Regions from separate parts of the Rattus norvegicus genome. Here region 1 is linked to region 2. The links are chromatin contacts, called in public Hi-C maps. All regions are on one chromosome and are shown on one strand. The core of a region is the stretch at or near the end of the contact, and the rest is flanking DNA. Distances in the headings are between cores, read along the strand shown. Region 1 overlaps Smg6 (SMG6 nonsense mediated mRNA decay factor). Region 2 overlaps Smg6 (SMG6 nonsense mediated mRNA decay factor).

Region 1 (2,700 bases), core at 71-2,570, 140 kb after region 2:
TTTTTATATACATAAGCTACACTGTAGCTGTCCTCAGACATACCAGAAGAGGGCATCAGATCCCCATTATAGATGGTTGTGAGCCACCATGTGGTTGCTGAGAATTGAACTCAGGACCTCTGGAAGAGCGGTCAGTGCTCTTAACCACTGAGCCATCTCTCCAGCCTGTTTTTCTCCATCTTGATATATCCATTACCATATTAAACTGTTGTTTTGTCCCTCTCTGACTCAACTACTAGGGCTCCTTTGTATGAGAGAATATTCCCAAGAGCCTCCTGTAGAACTCGAGTCAAGAGAGCTGTGTTTTTCTCTCCATCAGACTTACTCCTCCCACCCAGGGCAGAATACTCAAACCAGCCCAACAGGCTGGAAACAAGCTTGCGTATGATTGTGGAAGGCATTCCCTACACATTATGCCTGTCATAGTCCCAGTTTGCTAAATACCTTGGATTCATTTCTTATTGCCACACTGTAGTTAGAAATCTAAGAATAAATTCTGTATCCAACCTTAATTGTTCCCCTTGCTGGTTGGGTTACAGTGAAGAGAAGACACTCTTCTAAAACCTGGGGGAAATGTCTCTGTGTAAACAGGACCTCTTAAGATACCCCGGTGAAGCAGAACTCTTTTGCCAATCGCAGTAAGTGTCATTACCCTTAAAGGCAATGATGAATGACCGTAGCAGACAGAACTCTCAGGAAAACTGGGTTCATTCTGAAAGGTGTGGAAATGAAAACTGGAGCAGGGTGGGAGTTCCTTCTCTTCATGATAGTTCCCACTGAACCTCTAAGGATGTGCTGCAGGCAGGCTCAGGATGTCTGCACCCCAGGCTCCTGCTGTGCCCTGGAAATCCCCACCTCCAGGAGTCCCACGTCCACACATGTGGCCTTTCTCCCTCTTGGCCAGGAATCACTCTGCTTCCTGAGCCATGTACTCACCCAGGGCCTGCCTTAATGACAACAGTGTTTCTTCCCATTTGCCCAAGCATATAACCATGAGACACTGTCTTCTCCTGGGCAGGTTTCTGCTACAGATTGAACTGGGGCTCCCATAGCCCTTTCACTATGCAGGTGAGCCCAGGACCATTGCAAACTCCTTCTCTCTCCTCTCCTCACTCCTTTTCCTCCTCCCCCCCACCCATTCAGTGGCAGCAGTCTCATGCCAAAAAGGAAAGTCCTGGATCCATTACATAATTCTCTATAGTGTGAGCAGTAGCTGGGGCATAAGGTCAGAGGTCATAGTGGGGTCAGGTGGCTGACACACACTGTAACGACAAGGTGGTTAAAATTAGACCACAGAGAGGAAACTGGCAGTCTTGTGGAAATGCAGAAGTTTCCTCTGCAAGTGAGAGACTGGGGATGCAGGGAGGCCAGTGCGTGCTGCCTGCCAGGCTATTAGTCATTTCAGCTCTGCTCTTTAATGCCTGTTACCCCTGCTTCTGTATTTCTAGCCTTCCTCATCACATGTTTGAGTACACAGGATGGAACCATGGTTACCTGCTCTGACCCAAGGCAGGACCATCCTTACCCCTTCAGGGAGGTATCCAGGATAAGCGCCCTCCCCCCTTAAGTTCAAGAGGCTCTAAGCCTCTTCAGGGAAGCCTCTTAGACGAAGGTGGTCAGATACTTAGCGGCAGGTAAGTACCATCTGGACAGAGGGAAAGACGGCAGAGAATGGGATTGTGGCACAGATGACTGGTGTGTATGCATTCTCCCTGGCCAGTCACCTGGCAGAGTGGTGACTTGTTCCACCTTGTCTTAGAAAACATGGATCATTGTGAATCACCTGCTCCTGTGGTCCTAGTGAGTTTCTCTCCACCTGACAATGTTTTCCATGAGCCTGTTGTGTGCCACTTTATCTTAAAGCACCTTGCAAATACGGATGTGATCATTGGCACTAGAGCGCTTGCCTTCTGCTTGGAGTTAACTGTGCAGCAGTGAAATGACGAGTCCTGACAGTCCATCGTCCACATCATTCCTTCACCTCAGTCAGAAATGAGGCTAAAACATGGCTCTGGAGGTGCTGGGGCAGGGCTGGAAATATGACTTATCTGCCCTCCCAGAGAGCCTGGGTTTCATTCCCAGTACCCACATGGCAGCTCACAACCATCTGTAACTCCAGTTTCAGGGGATCTGATGTCATGTTCTGGATTCCTTGTGCACCAGGCATATTTATGATACACAAACATAACATGCAGGCAAAAGACCCATGCACATAAAATCGAGTGGAGTAAAAATAAAATTTTAAAATGGGTGTTAGTCATTTAGCGTGTCCTGGAATCATTGATGATGGAAGGGCTGCCCTGCATCATGTCTGGCCAATATGGTGTAAAAATGCCCCCTGCTTCTTAGACGCACACCAAGCAGGGACCTCCTCTTTGCTGACCATTCAGGAAGGGAAGGGTGCCAGAGAGCAAGGAAGCGACAATGCAGAGGACACTGGCACAGATGGCGGTGAAGGCATGCTTATGTGGTGTTGTAGAGAGGGGTCTGAGTGACTGTGGACACGTCACCTGAGAACCTGACACACTTGACAGCTGATCAGGATCGTCTCCCACGTAGCAGCTAAATCAGCACTGTCCTATGTGCTGCTGTAGCAATATGGGAGCAACTAGTGTCAACCGTGGAGGGTAGAGCTGTAGTGAACTCACTGGCCCTGCCCCATCCTCTCAGCCTGATAATCTCCTGCCCAGTTCTCAGGTG
Region 2 (2,700 bases), core at 196-2,695:
GACATGTCCTTCTATGCCTGTTCGCGTGGTTATACAGGCATTTGTAAAAACATAATTTTGTGGGTGCCCTCCATTTCTGTTTATTGTTTATTTTGTTTCAAGATAGAGTCTCACTATGTAATATCCCAGGCTAGCCTCAAATTCAACTATCCTCCTGCCTGGCCTTCTCATTGCTAACATTTCAGGCATATGCCATCATGTACAAGTCCGGGTTTTGCATTTGTGTGTGCTTGTACACAGACAGTGCACTCAAAATATATGTAAATTATATACCATCATTATGTTAGTTTTATTATAAATTTTTTGTAATATGTAGGTAAGGCATAAAGATATTTCTCAAAGAAAAATACATGAAACTACTTATAGTTTCAAACCAAAATCAGAAAGAATTTTGGTTACAAATTTTTTGAAACAGATTTGTATTCATTATTGAATCCTGGAAAGATGACTTTTTGTTTGTTGTGGGTTTTGTTTGTTTGTTTGTTTTGAGACAGGGTCTCTCTCTTATAGTCCTGGCTGTCCTGGAAAACACTACGTAGACCAAACTGGCCTTGAACTCAGAGATCTTCCTGCCTCTGGCAAGGTGATTTTTCCCATTTGTTGCTTAACAACACTTCATTTTGTCAGAGTAACTCTCCTCCACAGCCACCCAACAGATTCTCAGTTTCTGTTTTTAAGACAGGGTCTCTTCAGTAGCCTTGGCTGGGCTAGAACTTGCTCTGTAGTAAGACCAGCCTCAAACTCACAGAATGCTTCCTTGGTTCTGGGAATGAGTCATATTTTCTTATATTTGATGTATGGAACTAATCTACGTTCTTAACCATTGATTCTTTAATTATGTTGTGCTAATCAAAGGAAGGTTTTTGGGGAGTTGTTTTACGTTTCGGAAAAAAAGAATGTGAACATTTGACTTGTACTCGTTTGAGACTTTAGTCTGACCACGGAGTGTTAATGGATCTGTTTCAGTTCCTACCCCAGGGAAGAGGCTTCCTCAGACACATGTCCCATGTGACACTTCTGTCCTGTCATTCTGTGCTGGCGCTCTACTTCCTTTCAACACAGAGACACATGGCCCTGAAACTAGCCCAGCGTGGCTGCTTTTCTTACTGAGTGAACTCTGCTCTTCTTGTAATGAGAAGTACTAGCCCCCTCCCCACCTCCATTGAGAGAGTGCTGCACAGTGTCAGGATTTAAAATGAAACCTTTGTTATAGCCCATGGGGAAAAATGGATCCAATCCAGCCACAAACATCACTCCCTGCCATTCCTAGTCTATCAAGAGCTAAAGCAGCTCTGAAGTTTTTTAGAGGGAAACAGTTTTTGCTTTGTTTTGTTTTGCTTTGTTTTGATTTGGGGCAGGCACTTAAAATGGCATGGGGGTGCAGGAAGTAAACGCATGGCATGTTTTGTGCCAGTGAAAATGAGAACAGTTGAGCAGAGGCGGACTGGAGTAAACTGTGATTGACTCATAGCTGTGGAATGACTTCTGGGCACCAGAGGGTCAGCAGTACAAGTTGCCATCCAAAGGAAAGGTATGAAGATTGCCAAAAATTGATAAAGTCTGGGGTTTTCTTATCAGGGAAGGATGCTATTCAATGAAAAGACTAAGGTTGGGGCAAAACTCACACCACCTTTTTCCAGGATTTCAGAAGGATGATCTGCCTTGGCTTTCCAGAAGCTATTTATTAATCCAACCTAGAGCTGTTCCCCACTGCACCCCTCAGAGTACCACAAGCAATTTGATGGGGTGGGGGTGGGGGTGGAAAAGATACTTTGCTGACCACGAATTGTTCAGCATAGCCCTAAGGCTTGTGTGCCTGGTTTCTCTCTCTAGCACCAAGTTTGAGTTTGCTTTTTATTTCAGAGGATTTCAGCTGTGGTTTACTCCTTGTTGCCAAAGGAGCTCCAGGCATGCACCACTGTTTAGGATCCAGTGGCCACATTTGGCAAGCACTGGTTTGAATGACCTCTCCTTAGAAGCCCTAGGTCACTGGCTGGATTTCTGCCTCCCTACATTACAGGCTCTTCCTGTATTGGGAGTGGCAGTTGGCCAGGGCATTGTATTTCCACTGGACTGAAACATACAGACCTGATGAACAGAGGCTTGTGAGAGGGAGGATAGCAGCACAGGAAGGCTGGGAACAGACCCTTGGGAGCCCTAGGTTTGGGTTCCTTCAAGGGACAGTTTGGGACCTGAGGGTGGGAGTGAGTGTGATAGTGACTAAGAAGGCAGAGCAATGCTCTTGCCTTTTCCTCCTTTTTATTCTTAAATTTTAGACAAGCTATTGCTGTGTGTTCTTGTCTGACTTTGAACTTGAGATTCTCTTGCCTCAACTATTCAAGTGCTGGGTTTACAGGCATGGTCCACCATGTCTTGTTTCTGAGGTAATTCTTTAAAAAATCTTTTGGGCTGGAGAGATAGCTCAGTGGTTAAGGGCACTGACCGCTCTTCCAGAGGTCCTGAGTTCAATTCCCAGCAACCCATGGCAGCTTACAACCATCTGTAATGGGAACTGATGCCCTCTTCTGGTGTGTCTGAAGATAGTGACAGTGTACTCACATAAATAAATAAGTCTTTAAAAAAAAGAAAAGAATCTTTTGTGTGATTAGATCCTTTTCACAGGGCACAGTTTTCATAATGGAGACTTAGGGATGGTGTAGGTGTTAAGAGTTTAAAGGAAATAGGTTCACTGTTTAGAAA

What was found. Hi-C and Micro-C count contacts between places; a contact is called where the count stands out from the background.
Region 1: a Hi-C map of hepatocytes shows a contact between it and region 2, with 1.8 times the contacts expected there. The contact joins two enhancer-like sites. A contact is called at or near these places in 3 of 12 Hi-C or Micro-C datasets (hepatocytes, kidney and psoas muscle).

What each region holds. Positions count from the first base shown.
Region 1 is chr10:60,483,396-60,486,095 of GRCr8, forward strand. The region is part of intron 13 of Smg6 (SMG6 nonsense mediated mRNA decay factor); the gene reads left to right. Among named protein-coding and RNA genes, the nearest start is that of Hic1, 33 kb to the right of the region's middle. Within about 2 kb of position 1,321, at least 22 of the 93 cell types and tissues checked have an H3K27ac peak or open chromatin away from gene starts, as enhancers often do.
Region 2 is chr10:60,340,751-60,343,450 of GRCr8, forward strand. The region is part of intron 9 of Smg6 (SMG6 nonsense mediated mRNA decay factor); the gene reads left to right. Among named protein-coding and RNA genes, the nearest start is that of Srr, 57 kb to the left of the region's middle. Within about 2 kb of position 1,446, at least 17 of the 93 cell types and tissues checked have an H3K27ac peak or open chromatin away from gene starts, as enhancers often do.